Regions from separate parts of the Mus musculus genome. Here regions 2 and 3 are each linked to region 1. The links are chromatin contacts, called in public ChIA-PET and promoter capture Hi-C maps. All regions are on one chromosome and are shown on one strand. Each heading gives the region's core, a stretch centred on a gene start, on an enhancer-like site or on the middle of the called end of the contact. The rest is flanking DNA. Distances are from core to core; before and after follow the strand shown.

Region 1 (3,110 bases), core at 319-2,818:
TAGCCAAATAAGGCCAACCTTGGCTACAGGAGACCCTCTGGAAGGAGAATTAGAAGAGGGGAGAATTTCTCTTTTCTATTCCTATAACTATGTTTAGTTTGCTACAGCATCCCATAGTTAAAACAGCAGCAGTTAGGCTCAAAAGCAATTATTATGTGTGAATGACCAGTCTTTGATTGATCTGCCTTCTCAGCTTGGATATCCGGGGCCAGTACATAGGATTGTCATTTCACAAAATTAAGTTGCATACTCACTTGGCAGAGACTGGATCTGTGGTTAGAAGCCATCCTTTATACTCCTTCTCACAGGCTATCACTCTCACTTCTTTATAAACGTAATCTTCCCATTCTAAGGGGCTTTTCTTCATCCATTCGCTCATGGTTACCAGTTGCCCAGATCTAGAACCATTATCAATTTGGGTTAATCACTATGGATATTCCACACAAGCAAATGTCTTTTTTTAAAAATATTTTTAAAGATTCATTTATTTATTATATGTAAGTACACTGTAGCTGTCTTCAGACAATCCAGAAGAGGGAGTCAGATCTTTTTACGGATGGTTGTGAGCCACCATGTGGTTGCTGGGATTTGAACTCTGAACCTTTGGAATAGCAGTCAGTGCTCTTACCCACTGAGCCATCTCACCAGCCCAAGCAAATGTCTTAATGATCGCCATTCTGTAGGCAGTCTGTAATTTGCCTGAAAATAACGAGTTTCTTAATGCAAGTAAGCACTGATACATAGAGCCAGTCTTAACTCACACCTACAGTCCCTACCTACTAGTAGTGCTGAGACCAGCCTGGTAACATAGTGTGCCGTCTCAGATCTCAGAAGAACAAGCAAAACGCCCATCTGGGGTATAAGAAACTGATACTATCTTTGGAGAATTCTTGAGAATGTTTTGTTTAGTATATCTGGGAAGGGGTATTTATAATTCAGACTGATGGTAATAGTGAATGGCCACAGGTACAATTCTTAAAACTCCTGTGGCATGTCTAGTCCCACCCTCTGCTCCCAATTCCGGATACCGCTTTCAACCTGGCTTTGAACCTGGCCCGTAGATAACTCAAACTCTTCGGGGCTGGAGAGATGGCTCAGCGGTTAAGAGCACCGACTGGGAGGTCAATTCCCAGCAACCACATGGTAGCTCAAAACCATCGGTAATGGAATCCGATGTCCTCTTCTGGTGTGTCTGAAGAAAGCAGTGGTGTGCTCATATACAATAAAGAAATCTTTTTTAGAAAAAAGAAGAAGCAGCCACTTCCGTTCCGCTTTCCTTAGATAAAAGGATTTCGCCCTAAACCCCTGACAGACATAACTGATGCGGAGTTCTCGGATTCCCACCTACTCTTTCTAGATGACTCTCCACGGGCTTTGCGCCAATTTTCTCGTAAAGCGCTGAGGACCCGTTAGCGAAGCTCTAGAGCTCCAACACCAGGTCCTGTCCAGAGGCCGCCATACCCAGAACTCTGCACGACTCAGGGAAACGCCGCAGAGACCCTGGCTATATTTCTACTTAGCTCACACGCCGCCGAGCGGGCTTGAGTCGGCCCGCCTGAGCCCAGCATGCTTTGCTCCTGACGTCATTTCCTTCCCCCAGAATCCTCCATCCTGTAGTCCTTTGCCTCCGTTCTTGCACTGCAGGTTGTGTCCAAGGGAACTTGAGTTCTCCTGGCCACCGTGAACGTCTCAAGAAATCTTTGTAAGAGGAAAATGTTCGTACCTCAAAGCTTTTTAAGTGGGGTATGAAAATGCGATTTTGCCCTGAATTCAACACAAAGCTCTCTGGGTAAACCTTAAGGCTCTAAAAGCCGAGGTGAATGGCATGAATTCTGGTCTAGCTCGTTTTGGAGCCGGTTAAAATGCGTGCACCTTTGGGGACGTGTTCTCAGTAAATCTCAAGAACAGTGGTGAAGTTGGGAAGATCAGCACTGGATTTTTTTTTTTTTTTTTTTTTCGAGACAGGGTTTCTCTGTGTAGCCCTAGCTGTCCTGGAACTCACTCTGTAGACTTCGCCTGCCTCTGCCTCCCAAGCAGCACTGGATTATGTTGTTTCTGCTTCAGATTTCTGGGCACGTAGCTGACTGGGCTCTGACATACTGCAGAATCTTCGAGACTGTGATACTGAAAAGTGGTGCAAGGCAGTAAATGCTAAGATTCTGCCTATACTGAAAAGAGAAAAAAACAACCCTCTCCCCCGCCAAGACAACAACTACAACAAAAAAACCCACCAAGGGCGATGAACAAAAACTGAGCTATAAAATTGTCAAGCCAGAGGTGGGCGTGGTGGCGCACGCCTTTAATCCCAGCACTCGGGAGGCAGAGGCAGGCGAATTTCTGAGTTCGAGGCCAGCCTGGTCTATAAAGTGAGTTCCAGGACAGCCTGAGCTACACAGAGAAACCCTGTCTCAAAAAAAAAAAAAAAAAAAAAAAAAAGATTGTCAAGCCAAGCAGCAGAAACATTAAATATGAATCGGTTTTTTAAAATTACTACTTGAAATTCCATATCAAATAATCCTTCCCAAAACCTTCATTTATTGAATGATTGACTTCATATTAATGAGATTTCATGGATTAAGTTAGAGTTTATCAGTTAAAACCCTCTATAAAGCTACAAGAGCTAATGTAAATTCCAAGTTATTAAGAGTGTGGGAGAAAATGTTTGACCTTTAAAACTACAGAATAAAAATCTACAACTGATTTGTGACAACTGTTCAGTTGCATTTTAAGTTTCATTCTTTACTGCAAACCTGTTTGGCTTATGTTTTCTTCCCCTTTTGAAACAAGGACATGTCCCTACTCTGTCCAAATTATCAGAAATTTAAGTTGCATTTGGGCCACATGTGGTGCATAGGACTTTAATCCAAGCTTGTGGAAAGCAGAGGTAGGCAGGGAGTTTGGGATCAATTAGTCTACATAGTGAGTTCTAGGCCAGCCCTGCTACAAAAAAAAAAAAAAAAAAAAAATTAAAAAAATTTAAAAATCAGTTGCAACTAGATACAAGATATTTAAACTATTCTAGCTTTTTTTTTTTTTTTTTAAATTCGAGACAGGGTTTCTCTGTGTAGCCCTGGCTGTCCTGGAACTCACTCTGTAGACCAGGCTGGCCT
Region 2 (3,110 bases), core at 423-2,922, 190 kb before region 1:
TTAGACTCATTCAATTTACTTATGAAAAACTAATGTTGCTTATCTCCAAGGTTTCCTTTACTTTCAAAAATTCTGTGATTATATGACTCCAAGTTTGCCTAGACAAACTTTGTTTTTGCATCTATTGTTCAGTCTAAATGAAAATCAGAAAATAAAGGGTTAAGTAGATTACTTTCCTATACAGTACAAAAGACAGGCATATCAAAAAATAGACTAATATGATCAATCAGTCCTCATAATTGGGTTATAAAATACAATATTAATTAGATTTGTGAATATGAAACTTATTCTTGTTAATCTTTCATTTCGTATGGAATATGGATTGTGAAAATAGTATTTTGAACTAAGCTTCAAAATGTTGGAGGTGAAAAAAAATCAAGTTACTTTAAAATATGTTTAGGAAAGGTATAGATACATGCCAAACTATTGACAATGATTACCTGTGAGGAACAAGGATGAGAGGGAGATGGGGGAGGGGAACTTTTAGTATTTACTTTGCTCATTTGAACTTTATAGCAATGGTTTATTCATGTATCACTTGTATTACTTTAAACATTTTTTTAAAAACAAAGTGTTAAAGAGTATTTAAATGTTTGTTAAAATGTATTTCAGGTAAAGCAATGAAAAAATGGGTCGAATCCATCACTAAGATAATCCAAAGGAAAAAAATTGCAAGAGACAATGGCCCAGGTCATAACATTACATTTCAGAGCTCACCTCCCACAGTTGAGTGGCACATAAGCAGACCTGGGCACATAGAGACTTTTGACTTGCTCACCTTACACCCAATAGAAATTGCTCGGCAACTCACTTTACTTGAATCAGATCTATACCGGTATGTTATTCAACATTCAAACTCAGAAGCTATCTCAAGAGTTCATTTTAAAAATGGAATACATTATCTGCCTTTTAGGGCTGTCGTAAGATGTAAATGAGACAGCATATGATGTGTATACAGCATTAAGGCATTGCAGTCAGTTCTGGTTGTTTTGCCCCCTTAGTCATCTTGATCTGCTTAAATTAACTTTGTGCTCTTTCAGTTACCCCTGCTTGGGAAGCTCGGTTCAAATCCTGGCAGTCCCAGTGGCTTGGCCAAAGCCTGTACTGTCTTGTAGGTTTGAAGAGTCTGGTGTGTGCCTGATGCATCCAAGGCTGAGCACAAAGCAGAACATAGAAACTACTGCAGCAGTTACTCCACAGTACACGATAGAGCGACTGCTGTGTTACAGCTAAGCCTCAGCCAGTTAGAACCCTTTATAGTTTAAATTGATTAAACTATCTGAAAAATATGATTCTGGTTTGAAATTTTACTTAAAATCTCAAAATTATTATTAATCACCAAATGAGAAAAAGAGCTAAATTTATAAATTCTCCCATCTCCATTTATCATGGTCCCTGAGTGACCATGTTAGATAATGTCTAAAGTTTATTCTCAGAGGCATTTGCAGGATGGCTTTCTCTTCTGTCCACTGTAAGAGCAAGAACAAGCCAAGAATGCGTTAGTAATTGCCCTGTCCTAGTTGGCTACTTACTAGATACCATTTAAGTAACTACCTCACCATCTTAACTTAGTAAATAATACCTACAAGTGCTAGGAAAGACATTATGCAAAAGTATGCAGTAAATGGGAAAACGACCATGCTGCTCTGCGCAGTCGTGCTAGCGCTCAGGACACTGAAGCAGAGGACTGCCATGTGTTCCAGGCCAGCTGTGCCAGACAGCAAGAACCTAGCCAGGGCTACATAGAAGACACTGTCTTTAAAAATAAACAAATGAGCAGTAAATGTATTATGCAAGAGTATCTACTAAAATAGTTCTAATCTGAAAACATAAAAAAGTTATAAATATTGTTTTCACCAACTTTCTGTTGATGAAAGAGAACTTAAAAATGTCGTTTAGTTTTTCTTCTGTAGTAAGCTATATACGTGAGGAGAAATGTGACATTGCCATTTTATGTTGATGATTTTAGGGCTGTGCAGCCATCAGAATTAGTTGGAAGTGTGTGGACAAAAGAAGATAAAGAAATTAATTCTCCCAACCTTCTGAAGATGATTCGGCACACCACTAACCTCACTTTGTGGTTTGAGAAGTAAGTGTGGGCGTTTCCTCCTGGGGCAGAGGCAGGTTTTGAATCCAGCGGGGCTGTTTTGCTTCTTTAGTGCTCTCATTCCCCTTTCTTGTAAACTCAGTATCTTTCTAATGTGCATTTTAATTTCACTGGTACTTTGGTTTTTAATGGTTGCCTGGCACTAACCACATGCGTCTTACTTTATCAGTCTAGGCTAGAGATGGCTGCAGCTTCTTCCCAGCAGGTAGATGCTCCTCCCATACGCGGCTCTCATTGCTCCCTTTCTACATTTGAACAGACCTAATCAATGGTGCAAATCCAACAATGCTTCATGACAATGATTACTCTGCCGTCTGCTGTCACCATTTTATCTTACAGAGCTTTTTTCCATTCACTCGTGTCCTCTGTTGACAGTGTGTTACATTTTTATACTACAAACCCAAAAGTACATTCAGATACCTTAAATTAGTTGCTTTTTAAACAAGGTGAGAGGAAAAAATGGGCATTTATAGTGTTTGTATAATTCTATAATTACCTTTACTGATGTTCTTTGTGTAGACTGACATTGCTGTCTGGGGTCCCTGGTTTTAAGCCTGAAGAGAACCTCCTGTGGTCCAGTGGGTCAACTCACAACAAGTGTGCAGATTTATTGCTGTTTTGAACAGCAGCTCTCTCTTGAGATTAGTTCTGTTTTATTCTGTCTGTTCATATCTATTATTGAGCCCCCTTGCCTTTCAGTCCATTTGTTTTCCATTTGGTGCTGTTTAAAATTTTAACTCTTTCCTCATCTCTTTCTAGATGCTGCTATTACACTTCTGTGCGCCTTAACCAGGCTGTCCTTTAGCTCTGTGACCATACTCTCTGATGGCGACTTTGAAATACTTCAGTTAATTTTCATCTAGTCACTCAAACAGGCAGTTTCTGCTCCCTGCTTTTATTCCACTGTTTAGGTCATACCTTTTATTTCTTTATATGCTTTATAATGGATACAGCAACTTTTCAATACTGCCCTCTGCCTTCCACAGCTTTCTCTTTGCTACTT
Region 3 (3,110 bases), core at 421-2,920, 170 kb before region 1:
CCAGAGAGAGTAAAGCAAATAAAGAAGCAAGGTAAGTGAGGCCTAGGCAAAGGGGTGTATAAGGCCCTGACTGGGACAGAGGCTCAGGGCCCCTGGTGCTCGGAGGAGGGAGGGCCCGCATGGATGCCTGCAGTGCTGACTCCTGGCATGTATTATCGAATGGATTCTAGGCCTTCGATCGGGTTTACTAACTGTAAGTAAGATTAACACTGATGTTGGTGAGATTCGCCTTTCTGCTTTATAATCAAAAGTAAGTGCTAGGTCATCGAAGAGGAGAGAGAGCCTTACGTCGCTTCCGTTCTAAAACAGAACTAAAGAGGCCTTCTCCACATTTGAGCCTGAATTTCTGCACCTTTGATAGACTACAAATCCTGAAAAGCAATTTATGGCCACACTAACCTTTTGGGACCTTTAATAGCTGGTTTCATTGCCTTGATAAGTGATTAAGAAATGTAAGATTCCCAGTGGCAGAGTAAGCAAGTGTGGAGCAGACCTGTCTATTCTGCTTCTAGTACTCCCTGGGTGAATGACTGACATGCGCAACACAATGTCTTCCACAAAGCACTTGACACTTTTTTTTTAAATGGCAAATAAAAGTATAAAGGATGAGTCTGCTTTAGAAAACTCTAAAGAGGTTGGCTGTCTGTCCTGACATCCTATGATTTGATTCAGTATGGCTTTCTGTGCTGTTTATCACTATGCAGATTGGTTTTGAGTGACCTTAAATTATAAGCATTTGATAAGAGCCCATTTGACTATTCAGCCACAAATAAATATTGGTCTTACAGAACTGATGTTAGAACATAGGAATGAAGAAAAATCCATTTCATGGGATTTACGAGCTAGTATAAATATGTAGACAATATTTTATAAGTAGAATATTGTACATTAAAAATGTAACTACAGGGCAGTGGTGGCGCAAGCCTTTGATCCCAGCACTTGAAAGGCAGAGGCAGGCAGATCTCTGAGTTCAAGGCCAGCCTGGTCTATGGAGGACAGCCAGAGCTACACAGAGAAATTCTGTCTTGAGAAAACAAACAAAACAAATGTAACTGTTATGAAGAGAAAAGAGGACTGGTGAGTAGAAGTGTGGAATTTAACTGTAGTGATTAGTTAGCCTCATAGAGGTACACAAACCTTCCAAGAGGTGAAATAATGAGACATCTAAGTGGCTCAGGCAAGAGCCAGTTCAATAGTTCAGAGGCAGGGGCATCCTTGGTATATCTGAGAGCACCGAGGCTGCTAGTGTAGGTGAGAAATGGATATGGATAGACTATAAAGAGGTGCCACTGGGAGTTAAGCACTGAAGATCACTTAAAGCTTTAAACGCCATTGTCATCATTCTTAGAGCCCGTCCCCAACCTGGGCATCACCGCTCCAGGGAGGACTTGAATGGCCTTTCACAGGGTCACCTAAGACTACTGGAAAGCACAGATATTTACATTACAATTCATACAGTAGCAAAACTACAGTTAGGAAGTAGCAACGAAAATGATTGGCTGGGAGTCAGCACATGATATTAAAGGCTTGCAGCAGGCGCAAGGGTGAGAGGCGCTGACTTGGGTTGGGGCTGAAGCATTGGCAAGATCCACTTTACACTCACTGTGTGTGGGGAAGGACTAAAGTAAGAGCACGAGGGGGCGGACGAGGGCAGCGGAGCGGAAGCCAGGGCAAAGACTGAGTCGGGACCGTATCAGACCACGCCCACTTCACCACAGCCCGAACATCCTGACAGACACAAACCCAGAGCTGTCAAAGCCAACTTCAAGGCTTGAGGCCAGAGCAACACGAATGAAGATTACCACTAACTGAGGTGGGGAAGATACTGTGGGAAAGGCTTAGATATAAGTTTGAACATTTAAAAAAGTAAATCTGACATCAAAGGAAACCACAAATCCCAGAATGCTTAGCAGCCACAAGTCCTAAAGCCACTTCTGTTTCTAAATCACTGTGTGACAAGGAATCCCAACTTTACTGGAAGCATTGCTGTTTTGGGCTCTTGTAGAAACTTACTAATGGCAATGTTTTGTGAAAAAGTTAGTATAAACACTAGATAATTTTATTGTCCTAAGACTGTTATCTAAGACATTTAGTCATTCATTTGTCAGGGCTTGCAATTGATTTTTTTTCTTGAATATAAAATCAGTTTGCCAGTTAATAAGGAATACTTGCCATGTGTATGAATGTACTTTAATAAAATTTCAATGCAAAGCGCTTATTACATAGGTGACAAATTTAGGAATTCAAAATCTCAGAATAGCTAAATGTAAATGCAGCTCTGTGGACCAAGCCCAAAGTCACCCCACTCTAACAGGACTGAGGCAGTTCTGGGAATCCGGGAATCACAGTGTCATCGCTGAGATGACATAAGAAAGACGAGGTGGAAAAGCAGTTAGCCATCAGCTACCACAGAATTCCACTTCAGGAGTTTCATAAACAATCTAGCTTCAATCTCAGATGAGCTTAAACTCTTACAAAATGAAATAGCCCAGCAAAAGAACCTTAGCATTGTAACCCACACATCCCTTTCTCAGATGGTCCAATTCTGAACTCCGAGAAATAACATGCTCCTTGCGTGGGCTTGTATGTAGACTCTTCAAGGCTGCAAGTCACTCCTGGGACCTCCTAGCAGGAAAGTCTGCATCTCTGGTAAAGTGGCTTCATTCTCCTATCACCCGGATCATTTCCTGCAGACACCAGTGGTCAGAGGGCTGGAGACCAGAGGTAGAGCAACTGTCTCACCTTGACTTCATCCCTAACTCGTCATTAAGCCAAATATCACGGTCACTAAAGCCCCCACCTCCCCTTTCAGCTTACAGTGCTATCTAGAAAGATTATGGAATGCGCCAGAAGGAAACAGAGTAACCCATTACTCTTTTCATTGGAGAAGTGTTTTAGTATCAGTGAGAGTGGCATGATATCTTTAATTGGTTCTGAAGATGTCTGTATCTTCTCCTCTGATTGGCGTTTTCCTTAAACAGAAATGTGAGGGACTGAGCTGACGGTGCTGAAGTTTGGCCATATGCAAAGTGGAAGTGATTTATGAAGCATTAAAAAAAAAAGCAAGCATAGCCTTGCCCTTGAGAGGACTTGCTGTCTTAATAGGAAGG

Evidence for each region. Promoter capture Hi-C pulls out the DNA fragments that hold promoters and counts their contacts. ChIA-PET counts read pairs in DNA pulled down with a chosen protein or histone mark.
Region 2: a promoter capture Hi-C map of the HPC-7 cell line shows a contact between it and region 1. The contact joins the enhancer-like site here to the promoter of Gemin6 in region 1. A contact is called at or near these places in 7 of 39 promoter capture datasets (the 3T3-L1 cell line, the C10 cell line, the HPC-7 cell line and 1 more) and 1 of 115 datasets of contacts at active chromatin or transcription factors (large pre-B cells).
Region 3: an RNA polymerase II ChIA-PET map of memory CD8 T cells shows a contact between it and region 1, with 50 read pairs. The contact joins the enhancer-like site here to the promoter of Gemin6 in region 1. A contact is called at or near these places in 6 of 39 promoter capture datasets (the C10 cell line, the HPC-7 cell line, embryonic stem cells and 2 more), 1 of 15 datasets of contacts at CTCF or cohesin (large pre-B cells), 5 of 484 Hi-C or Micro-C datasets (CD4 T cells, the HL-1 cell line, Th1 cells and 2 more), 1 of 115 datasets of contacts at active chromatin or transcription factors (memory CD8 T cells) and 2 of 9 other capture datasets (adipose tissue and liver).

What each region holds. Positions count from the first base shown.
Region 1 is chr17:80,222,909-80,226,018 of GRCm38.p6, reverse strand. It overlaps Gemin6 (gem nuclear organelle associated protein 6), which reads right to left and starts at 1,568. Exons shown (of 3, transcript NM_026053.4): 1 at 1,349-1,568; 2 at 255-398. The coding sequence starts at 379.
Region 2 is chr17:80,417,988-80,421,097 of GRCm38.p6, reverse strand. It overlaps Sos1 (SOS Ras/Rac guanine nucleotide exchange factor 1), which reads left to right. Exons shown (of 22, transcript NM_009231.2): 14 at 613-835; 15 at 1,970-2,089. It also overlaps a transcript of Arhgef33 not described here. Among named protein-coding and RNA genes, the nearest start is that of Gm10190, 46 kb to the right of the region's middle. Within about 2 kb of position 1,672, at least 7 of the 459 cell types and tissues checked have an H3K27ac peak or open chromatin away from gene starts, as enhancers often do. A contact at or near this core is called in the HPC-7 cell line, where this site is marked.
Region 3 is chr17:80,390,406-80,393,515 of GRCm38.p6, reverse strand. It overlaps a transcript of Arhgef33 not described here. Among named protein-coding and RNA genes, the nearest start is that of Gm10190, 18 kb to the right of the region's middle. Within about 2 kb of position 1,670, at least 67 of the 459 cell types and tissues checked have an H3K27ac peak or open chromatin away from gene starts, as enhancers often do. A contact at or near this core is called in Th1 cells, liver, memory CD8 T cells and 1 more, where this site is marked.